Regions from separate parts of the Oryctolagus cuniculus genome. Here region 1 is linked to region 2. A link is a contact called in public Hi-C data. All regions are on one chromosome and are shown on one strand. Each heading gives the region's core, a stretch centred on a gene start, on an enhancer-like site or on the middle of the called end of the contact. The rest is flanking DNA. Distances are from core to core; before and after follow the strand shown.

Region 1 (5,883 bases), core at 111-2,610, 83 kb after region 2:
TGGGTCTTGAGGGTTTTGCCAGGAACCCCAGGCCCAGAACAAGAAGTTTACACCCCCTGACTGACTGAGGCTCACAGAGCATGGGATCACTGATCAACGCCAGGCCACCAGCGCTGCAGACCAACCAGGGACCTGCACTCAAGCTTGACCCTCACCTCTCAACTCCAGCTTCAATCTGTACCACCTTTACCCCCACCCTTCAAGGAGGCCCAGCTCCTTGCTCTGTGCTTTGCAAGTGAATACCTACTTTCTTCCACCACTCCAAGTAGACCCGGGTTTTGGAAGGTTCTACAACAAAACAGTAGTTGCACAAAATGGAGGAGAAAATTTGGTAAAGGAAAAACCACAACAATACCCTTTGTTAAAGACGGCTACTTTGAGCCTGTAGGGCTGCAAAAATTTGGTTTTGCGGGCGTTTTTCAACTTCAAATAACTCCTATTCATATCTCAAACTCAAACATCCATAGTCTCTGTGCCAGAAACACTTGACGCACCATAAACACACATCCATGCATTCATTTCATCAACACATCCCGCACCACTCCTCCTCCCACACGAGCCCCATAAGCTCTCCAACCTAATACCGCAGACTCCAGAACCCTGGAGTGTCTGCACTGGCGCTCACGGGACACAATGTCTCCAGTGCAAAGCGCTGGTGAGTAGCTCCATCCCCGTATGCTGCTCAGACTCCGCATCCAGACATCTCGAGCTGCCGGCCAGCGCCAGGCTCCGGCGTCGTTAACAGAGCATTCCGAGCCCCTCTGTAAATCACCCACCCCGTCCCCACGGTCCTGAACACCTCACCCCATTCATTCACAAACAGCCCTTGTTCTGCACCGCAGGACAGCAGGACCCCAAGGTTCCGGGCTGCGCAGGCTGGCCCGCGCCCCCACCTTGCCCCGCGCCCTTTTGCTCTCCGTGCTCCCAGGCAGGCACCGCATGCTCCACGGTCACCCAGAACCGCAAGGCACAGACTCTTGCGTGTGTCTGCCTAGACCAGCCCGCCCGCCAGGGGAGGGTGGCACCTCCGGGAGTGCAGGGGGCGCTGGGGCAGGAGCAGAGGAAGCACCACCTCTCGCCCGCGGACCGGAACCGGACGCCAGGCCGGGCCCCGCCGCGCACCCCGCCTGCCGATCGTGGCCCACCCCACCTTTACGCTCCGCATCGCTGTCGGCGTCACTCCCGAACAGATCCTCCATATCCGCCATTGCCGCTCACGTCCGCTGCAGCCTCGGCTGGGGGCGGCCCCACGCCGTTCTTTACGGCACGGAACTAACGAAACGCGACAGTGTCGCAAAGATATGCTTAAAAGACTCCTTTCCCTCTATGACCTAGTTTCCGCGTCCACACGGTTGGGTGGCGCGGTTCCTCCGTCGGGGTCTGTTCTCACGGGGTGGGCGTGCCCGCGGAGCGGGCGGTGCTTTGGGGAAAGACCCCCGGGCCATCCGGAATCAGGCCCAAAGTCCTTTGTTTCCCAGACCTCTTCTCACCCTCTTAAATATTGTGGAGAATTCCAAAGAACTTTTGTTTTAGATGGTTTATACCCATGGCTACTTACCGTATTAGTATTTAAAGCAGACATTTTAAAAGTGCTAAACTCGTTTCAAGATAATAAACGTTAAATAGTGGGTTTGGGGTAAGTTTTAAATGACTTCTTTTCTAAAGTTTTAGACGAGTGGAATGGTTTTAAAGTTTTGAAGAAATCTTTAATATCCAGCATAAAATACACAGCTGAATTATTTCTGCTTCTAAGTCAGTTGCTTAGAAATGTTTTGGTGGTAGCAGATGAAGAAAATCCGAGTTTAGCTAGAGAGGTAGTAATTGGCAAGGGGCGACTTTCTGAGATGCCCCGAAACGGGCTTCGTGGGACCACACTTGATGACTGCAGCTTTAGAAGAGCTTCGCAAGAGCCATAGCTTGTTCCTTTGCAGCTCTGTTTACGTATAACGCTATGGTTTGAACTCACACAGGATTTGAAACCTCATGTCATAGGTGAACGATACTAAAAGGGTGGAAACAAAGCAATCACAGCTTTCAGAAGCGGGACCTTAGAGGTAGTTGGATTGGACTGGACATGAAGGTGAAGCCCCCGCGAATAAGTCCTGGTGGCTGTGTTACACGCCGGTGCACGGAGTCACACGCGCCTTCTTGCCGGTGAAGCTCTGCGCTGCTCCGTCAGTGCCCGGAAGAGCACCAGCACCGGAGTGCGAACCAGTGACGCCTGCCAGATGCTGGATTTGAACCTGCGGAACTGTGAGCATTTTATTACACCTGTACTGTTTTGTGAAATTCGTTTTCTTGGGTATTTTGTCAGTGATGGAAAGCACACCAAAACACATGATATTGAAACAAATATTTCACAGAACACTATTTTCTTTTCCTACTGAGTTTTCCTATTACCCTATTTCAGTTTTGGTTTCTTTCTTTCTTTTTCTTTTTCTTTTTTTTTTTTTTTTAGAATTTATTTATTTGAGAGGTAGAGTTACAGAGAGTGAGAGGAAGAGACAGAGAGAGAGGTCTTCCTTCCCCTGGTTCACTCTCCATGGCCACAACAGCCAGAGCTGCACTGATCTGAAGCCAGGAGCCAGGAGCTTCTTCTGGGTCTCCCATGTGGGTGTAGGGGCCCAAGGACTTGGACCATCCTCCACTGCTTTCCCAGGCCATAGCAGAGAGCTGGATTAGAAGAGGAGCACCCAGGACTAGAACCGGCATCCATATGGGATGCCGGCGCCACAGGCAGAGGATTAACCTACTGCCCCACAGCGCCGGCCCCTCAGCTTTGGTTTCCTAAAAATGTTGGCAGGCAGTACAACCCAGTATGTTGCTTTCATGATTTTCTAACAGATTGTAACCTGCAAGTAGAAAAATGTTTTTCAGAAGGTTCCACTGGATTTTTTGTTTTGCAAAGAAAATTTTGATGTTGCTGCAGTAAGGCATTATAAAGTCAGACAGTAAAAAAATTCTCATGGTCAGTGCTACACAAACCCCCTTACTTTGCAAAGGCTCCAAGAAATAAAGTGGTTTGCACAGATTAAAGAACCAGGTCTCTAGGAAAAACTCATTCATTTTTAGTCTTTAAAATGTATCCCTTGTGTTAAGTTACTGCCTGATTAGGCTACTATGTAGGTTTTGGTCTTGGCAAGCAACAATGAATTTTTAATTTGGGGATTATGAGATATATTTTTGCTGCAAATAGGAGTGCCTGACAGGGTTCAAATGGGTAAGTATTAAGGTGTGGAACAGGTTATATTATCATTAATCCTAAAATTGCTATGTAAAAAGTGATGATGTAAGAGGATACATACAGATCACCTTAAATCTAACTGGAATACTGGAAAAGCAATTTGTTAGTGATTCAGTTTTTGTTGATTTGTTTAAAGTACTCTCCTTGAAAAGTGTGTTGATTAAATTGTGATAAATTGGATTACAACAAAGCCTGCTGAATAATCATGCCCATATCCTTGACTAGCAGAATCAATGTGTTTTTTTCCCATCGGAATAGTGCAAAACAAATAACTTCTGACTGCTTGATAGATTGATTGGTTTTGTTTTTGCTGGACTTTATGTTGATCATTGCTCTTCTCCTGGCTGTCTTTGTTCACACAGAATAGAATACATGAGATGGGGTACAGCTAAGTCCATCACAGTCATTCTCCAGTAGTTCTTGCCTGAAACATAGCTTGAGTTACACCCAAATCAATATAATTGAAGTTCAGGGTACTAAAACAATCACGTTTACTCCCAGAGACAGTCTCATCCTGTTTGGGTTGTTTGATTCAATTTTGAATGATAAAATAAACCCTCCATTTGTTCCAGGAATGGAGAGGTTCATCCGTTTGGTATATAAATAACTAAAACAACCCTAGAGTAACTTTACTTTGTTTCCCTATTTTTGAAAAGTTGTCCCTTTTGTCTCATGTTGTAATTCATGAGGTGAAGGTAGAGCCTCAGAGTACCATGATGACCCCAATAAAAGAACAAAGATTCAACTAGGTTGGTTACATAATACAGTCAGTATATCATTACAAATATTTTTACAAGGTAATAGAAGCCTTTTGGAATGTATAAAAGATAAGCCTACATCAAGTCACAAAACAGGAATATGTGTTTGATTTCTATATCATCTTAAAGACTTAGAGAAAAAACAACAGTTTGATTAAACAAAATGTATTAACTGAAAATTCATTCCATTTATGGTAAATTGCCACTCCACAGAAGGATCGTGTGGCTTTTCTGAAAGTACTTTGTGGCAAGAGTGGCTTTTGGAAGGGAACAGGTTGAGCTAAACTGAAGAGAGGAAGAGAGGAACCCTGCAGTTTCTGTCTAGAGCAGTAAGAAAACACTGTGGCAGCTCATTTCTTGGAAAACACAGGACATTCCCTCACAGTCTGTCTTTATTAGATTCCTTGGTGAATTGGGTCCTTGCAATGGCTGATGAAGGGATATGAAATGGTGGCAAACATAGTTTTTCATATGAAAGATTTGGGGAGAAATGAGATTCTAAAACATCTGAAGAATTTTTCAGTTTTAGAAGGAAATTATAGTTTTATTTATTTATTTATTTTTTGACAGGCAGAGTGGACAGTGAGAGAGAGAGAGACAGAGAGAAAGATCTTCCTTTGCCGTTGGTTCACCCTCCAATGGCCGCTGCGGACGGCGCACTGCACTGATCTGATGGCAGGAGCCAGGTGCTTCTCCTGGTCTCCCATGCGGGTGCAGGGCCCAAGCACTTGGTCCATCCTCCACTGCACTCCCTGGCCACAGCAGAGAGCTGGCCTGGAAGAGGGGCAACCGGGACAGAATCCGGCGCCCCAACCGGGACTAGAACCCGGTATGCCGGCGCCGCTAGGTGGAGGATTAGCCTAGTGAGCCGCAGCGCCGGCCCATTCTTTATTTTTTTAAGATTCATTTATTTATTTGAAATCAGAGTTACACAGGGAGAAGGAAAGGCAGAGAGAGAAGAGAGAGAGAGAGAGAGAGAGAGAGAGAGAGAGAGGTCTTCCATCTGCTGGTTCACTCCCCAGTTGGCCACAACAGCCAGAGCTGTGCCAATCCAAAGCTAGGAGCCAGGTGCTTCTTTCAGGTCTCCCACATGGGTGCAGGAGCCCAATGACTTAGGCCATCTTCTACTGTTTTCCCAGGCCATAGCAGAGAGCTTGGTCAGAAGTGGAGCAGCTAGGTCTCAAACCGGTGACAGTATGGGATGCCGGCATTGCAGGAAGCGGCTTACCTGCTACACCGCAGTGCCAGCCCCAAGAGAACTTTTCTTGAGATGATTCAAGGTAGATTGATGAAGTAATGGGAGGAAACCCAGTAATTGAGAAGTAAAATTGAGTAGAACCTAAAATTCAACCAGGCTTATTAGAGCAATTCCCTAATTCACATGAAACTTGAGGATAAAAAGAATATGCTAAAGGATTCTAGAGAGAAAACTCAGCTGACTTAAGAAAGATCTGGAATTACAATCACATTAGATTTCTCAACAGTTATTCTGGAAACTAGAAAACCATGGGTAATTACTTTCAAAATCTCAAAGGGAAAGGATCCATCCTAGATTTCTTTGGACACCTGCTGTGGACCTGCAGTTTCAGCTTTTGCCTTGTTTTGAAAGCAACCTCAATGAGAGACTCCTAGTCACAGTAGCCAGCTAACCCTTTCCTCAATTTTGTTTCACAGAACCCAGGAAATCATAAATGTTGTAGCTTAATACCATTGTGTTTGGAGACACTTTGTTACATAGCAGTAGTAACCTAAATAGTTAGTTGCTCAAAAATTGTACAGTCTATGTATTGTGGTTTCACCAAAATGGAAGACCAAACCAAGAAAGAGAACACCTATTGAGGCAGGAAACCCAGCAGTGGAAAGAGGCAAAAGGAATTCCTA
Region 2 (5,462 bases), core at 1,290-3,789:
GAGAACACTGTCATCTGCCAGAATCATGCTCATTAGAGGTAGACTCCCACATCTCCCTCTTTGCAGGAAAGTGAATTCACTTGGAATGAACAGTTGCCTTCATATAATAAGGATAATTTAAAGTAGAATATGGAGAGTTTCTTTAACCAAACTGCTAGAGAAATGGTGATATGTGCTGTGCTCTGAGTCAATCATTTGTGCAAATGTGCCATAACAGAGAATTCAAGTAGATATGGAGGCAGCTATGGGTTTGTTTTTTTTTTTTCATTTGTAGACTAACTGTTGTATACTTATATAATTCTGTGTACATTTGAAAACAAATAAGAACAAATATATTTAAATGATGGGCTAAATTTCCTGAAAACTAAAATGTAATGATGTTTTATATTGTTGTCTTTAAAGAATATCCCAATTCCAACCCTAAAAGATTTTGCAAAGGCTTTGGAAACCAACACACATGTGCAGTGTTTCAGTCTTGCAGCCACACGGAGCAATGACCCCGTTGCTGTTGTAAGTAAGCTACTGTTGACAATACTGAAATTGTGCCTCCATACCAGGGTGTGTTAACTTGGTAGTTAAACTGTGGGGTTTTTTAATTTTGTTTTTTAATATCGGTTTTATTTATTTGAAAGGCAGAATGACAGAGAAGGAGAGACAAAAATAGATTTCCATCCACTGATTCACTCCCCAGATGGCTCCAACGTGCTGAGGCTGGTCCAGGCTGAACAAAGCCAAGAGCCTGGAACTCCATCCTGATTTCCCACGTGGGTGGTGGGGCTCCGACCATCTTTAGTTGCCTTCCCTGGCACACTGGCAGGAAGCTGGATCAGTAGCAGAGCAGCTAGCCCTGGAACTGGCACTCTGTTTGGGATTCAGTATCACAGGCAGTGGCTTAACTTACTCTACCCACAATGCCACCCCCTCTAAGTTGTGATTTTATGAACAATATTCACTCCCCACTATCATTTACTGCCCTTTTTTGTTTATTTTTCCCTGTATTTCCTTCTTGTGAATTTTTAAAATGGGTATAACTGAGTTTTCCAAAACAAATTAATGTAATTATACGCTGTTTACTGTTCTGCAACTTGATTTTTTCTTAATGATATGTCTTAGAGATCTTTCATGTCAGCACATGGAGCTCTACATTCTTTTTTTTTTTTTTTAAGATTTATTTATTTCTTCGAAAGTCAGAGTTACACAAAGAGAGGAGAGGCAGAGAGAGAAAGAGAGAGAGAGAGAGAGAGGTCTTCCATCCAATGGTTCACTTCCCAGATGGCCACAACGGCCGGAGCTGTGCTGATCAGGAGCCAAGAGCTTCCCCCGGGTCTCCCATGTGGGTGCAGGGGCCCAAGGACTTGGGCCATCTTCCACTGCTTTCCCAGGCCATAGCAGAGAGCTGGACTGGAAGTAGAGCAGCCGGGTCTCGAACCAGCACCCGTATGGAATGCCGATGCTTCAGGCCAAGGCATTAACCAGCTGCACCACAGCGCCAGCCCTGAGATCTACATTCTTTTAGCATCTGCAGAGGAGTAATCCTGTTTATGAATCTGTAGTATTAGATTTTCGTCAAATGCTTTTCAACATCTATTGAAATGGTCATGTGTTTTCCCCCCTTCATTCTATTAATATGATCTTTGTATATTAAAGCATCCTTATATTCTTAGACTAAATCCCACTTAATCATATGAATCTTTTCCCTCACTCGGCTATGAATTTCCTTAGGTTTTCCTCCTACCTCATTGGACAGCTTTTCTCAGGTCCCTGTGCTGTTTCCTCCTTATCTCTACAATTTCCTGACATTAGAATGGCCTGAGGGGACTGGCGCTATGGCATAGTGGGTAAAGCTGCTGCCTACAGTGCCAGCATCCCATGTGGGCGCCAGTTCAAGTCTAAGCTGCTCAACTTCTGATCCCACTCTCTACTATGGCCTGAGAAAGCAGTTGAAGATGGCCCAAGTCCTTGGGCCCCCGCACCCACGTGGGAGGCCCTGAAAGGCTCCTGGCTCTTTGCTCCTGGCTTCGGATTGGCACAGCTCCAGCCGTTGCGGCCATCTGGGGAGTGAACCAGCAGATGGAAGACCTCTCTGTTTTTCTCTCTCTGCCTCTCCTCTTCCTCTCTCTATGCAACTCTTTCAAGGAAATAAATAAATCTTTAAAGAAAAAAAAAAAAAAAGAATGTGCTGGGCTTTTCTCTGTGTACACTTACTTCCTGGCTGACCTCATTCTGTTCCATTACTGTATTCTTGTATTATCTGCAAATACTGATGACTGGTGTTATTATCTCCAGTGTGTACATCCCTCCTAAACTCCGTAGTCATGTCCACCTCTCGATAGCTTTTTTTGGGTACCTGATAGACCTCGCGCATCAAGCTCCTGACTTCTGTCCTGTTCCTGCTTCTCTCATATTCTTTTCTAGCTCACTAAATGGCAAAGCCCGTCTTACTGCTCAGGCAGAAAAAGGCTGGGGCTGGGTTGCGGAGGATGTCGGTGAGCTGTTTAACCTCGCAGTTCAGGTTCCTATAACCCATATCAGAGTACTTGGATTTGCTATTTAGCTCTGGCTCCTGGTTTCAGCTTCATGCTGAAGCACATCTTGGGAGGCATTGGTGATGTCTCAGCTGACTGAGTTATTGCCATCCACGTGGGAGACCTGGACTGAGTTCCTGGCTTCTGCCCAGCCCAGCTTGGTCATTGGGGTTATTTAGGGAATGAACCAGTGGGTAGGAGCTGTCACCCTCCCTCTGTCTCTAACTAAAGTTAAATATATATTTTTAGAGGACCCATCCTTGACTTTCCTTTCTCAGAAGCTTAAACATATATTCAGCTCAGTCTCTAAAATACTCCTAGAATCCAACCAGTGTCCACCATTTTCACAACTGCCCACTGGACCTGCACCACCGTCTTCTCTGGCCTTACCACCGTACCACAAGAGCCTCCTAGTGAGCTGTCCTCTTCTGTTACACCCACTCTGCAGCAAATTCTCCACACAGCATCAGCAGTAATTATTTTGAAATTTAGACTAATAAATCACATCATCCTGAGAACCCTCCAGCAGCTTCCTATCTCACTAAGAGTAAAAAAGATCTTTCAATGGCCTTAGAAGGCCTTATGTGAGCGAAAGTCACCTCCTTTACTTGGCCTGTCATTGTACTCCAGCCACACTGCTGTCTTGGTCTTCCTCAAATGGCCTTGCAACATTACATTTTGCTTGCTTGTTTGTTGCTGTGTCCCCTCTCAGAATATAAGTTTCATCAGGTAAGGATCTGTCTATTTTATTTCCGAGTCTCTGGAATAGTCCTTATTGAATCCTCAGTAATATTTAATCAATGTATGTGCAGATGGATAAGGGATTTGTTCCAGGCCACATGGCTAGTTGTTCACAGTTGAAATTACAGGTGATTAGGGGTGGGTGTTGTGACACAGTGGGTTAAGCTGCTGTTTGACATACCCATCTCCTGTATCAGAGTGCCTGGGATAGAGTTCTGCTTCTGCTTCCCAATATAGCTTTCTGATAATGCACACCCTGGGAGGAAGCAATGATGACCCATATACTTGGGTTCCAGTCACTCACACAGGAGACCCAGATGGAGTTCCTGACTCCTAGCTTCAGCCTAGCCTGGCTCTGACTATTACAGGCATTTGTGGATTGAACCAAAGGGTGGAAGATTTTCTGTCTGTCTCTGTCTCTCCCTCTCACACTGCCTATCAAACAAATAAATAAATGAATAAAATTTTATTTTCAAGTACACTTGTGTACATACCTGCATTCCTCCTACTCCCATCTTTAACTTGACTTTAGGCTTGATCTTATGCATATTTTCTGGAAGTTAATACCTTGCTTCTGATCCCTCAAAAGGGCTGTTTTATATAAACTCAAACTCAGTCTTCCCTTCTTTCTCTCCCTCCCCCTCTCTTTGCCTCTCTGTTTTTCCTACTCTCCCCTCCCTTTCCCTCTTCTCTCTTGGTGGTATCTGTTAATTAATTAATATAATGTTCATTAATTACTGATTCAAATGCCTAGCCCTGTACCATATCTGGAGGAAACATACTGGAAGCAGACTGAAGTCATGCCGTCCCTTGGTTTATTTCATATTTAGTTAGTTGCCTCTTCTCCATAGTCCTTCTATTCTGGTTCTGGTTATCTGTGGCCTTTTCTGACCTTCAGGCTTGGGCATTCCTTTTGGTCCCTGCTCTGGAAATCAGTCCATAAGTTAGACTCATTTTGACTTCACAGAAACCCAGTTGCAGCAGAACTCAAATAAGAAAAAAATGTTCCAGAGACATTGATGAAGTTAGTCCTACTAACTGAAAGTGAGAGCTGTAGGAGAAAGAGGCATGAAGTAGGGTATGAATGAACATATGTGAATAGAGGTGGATGTTACAGTGCAGTGGGTTAAGTCGTCCTTGTGGTGATGCTGGCTGGCATCCCATATTGAAATGCTGGTTTGAGTCCCAGCTCCTCCACTTCTGATCCAGCTCCCTGCTAATGCATCTGGGAAGCACCAGATGAGGGTTCAAGTGCTTTAGTCCCTGCCACTCACAAGGGAGACCTGGATAGAGCTCCAGGCTTCAACCTGGACCAGCCTTTCAGCCATTTGGAGAGTGAGCCAGTAAATAGAAGCGCGCGCTCTCTCTCTCGCTCTCTCTTCCCTCTCTCGGTGTGTGGGTGTCACCTTCACCCTACCTTTCAAATAGTTAATAATTTTTGGAAAAAAAAAAAAACCAGCATGAGTGGGAGTAGAGAATGTCACCATCAGAGCATTACACCTCTAAAGATTGGGACAGGGTACACAGGAAGAGTAGACCTGTGAAACCAAGGTGGTGGTGTGTGATGCTGTAACAGACTTATGAGAAACTTCTGGTAATTACTCTTTTTGTTTATGATATATGATTTTTGTTTACAATATATGATAGGCACTACCAAAATTTTAATCTAGAAATATTTTCTTCAATTTCTAGGCTTTTGCAGAAATGCTGACGGTGAACAAAACTTTGAAGAGCTTAAATATGGAGTCCAACTTTATTACAGGAACTGGCATTCTGGCACTGATTGATGCTTTAAAAGATAATGAAACCCTGTCAGAGCTCAAGATTGACAATCAGGTCAGTGCTATGCAGTAGTCGATGTGTGAGACCACTGTGTAGGGCGTGGAGGAAAGCTGTCAAGGAGCCCTTTGGGAAGGTAGGGGCTGAAAGATTAGAGGACATTTGGTGTATGTAGAATATTAATGAATTGAGATCACATGATGTGTGGTCCTTGGTATCTGGCTTCTTTCCCCAGAATAATGCTCTGGAGGCTCATTGATGCTGTGGCATGTATCAGGCCTTTGTTGCTTTCTGTGGCCGCAAAATACTCCATTACATTTGGGGTAGTTCTGCTTCTTGACTGTCAGGAATAATGAAGCTATGGACATTTCATGTACATCTATTTCCATTTCTTAGCATTTATGTAGGAATGGAACT

What was found. A called contact is a pair of places that touch in the nucleus more often than the background predicts.
Region 1: a Hi-C map of an unstated tissue shows a contact between it and region 2, with 1.6 times the contacts expected there. The contact joins the promoter of LEO1 here to the enhancer-like site in region 2. A contact is called at or near these places in 2 of 6 Hi-C or Micro-C datasets (psoas muscle and an unstated tissue).

What each region holds. Positions count from the first base shown.
Region 1 is chr12:74,672,401-74,678,283 of mOryCun1.1, forward strand. It overlaps LEO1 (LEO1 homolog, Paf1/RNA polymerase II complex component), which reads right to left and starts at 1,361. Exons shown (of 12, transcript XM_017348015.3): 1 at 1,151-1,361. The coding sequence starts at 1,208. It overlaps MAPK6 (mitogen-activated protein kinase 6), which reads left to right and starts at 1,879. Exons shown (of 6, transcript XM_051822001.2): 1 at 1,879-2,253.
Region 2 is chr12:74,587,967-74,593,428 of mOryCun1.1, forward strand. TMOD3 (tropomodulin 3) reads left to right here. Exons shown (of 11, transcript XM_008268998.4): 8 at 403-510; 9 at 4,959-5,102. Among named protein-coding and RNA genes, the nearest start is that of TMOD3, 60 kb to the left of the region's middle. Within about 2 kb of position 2,540, at least 1 of the 8 cell types and tissues checked has an H3K27ac peak or open chromatin away from gene starts, as enhancers often do.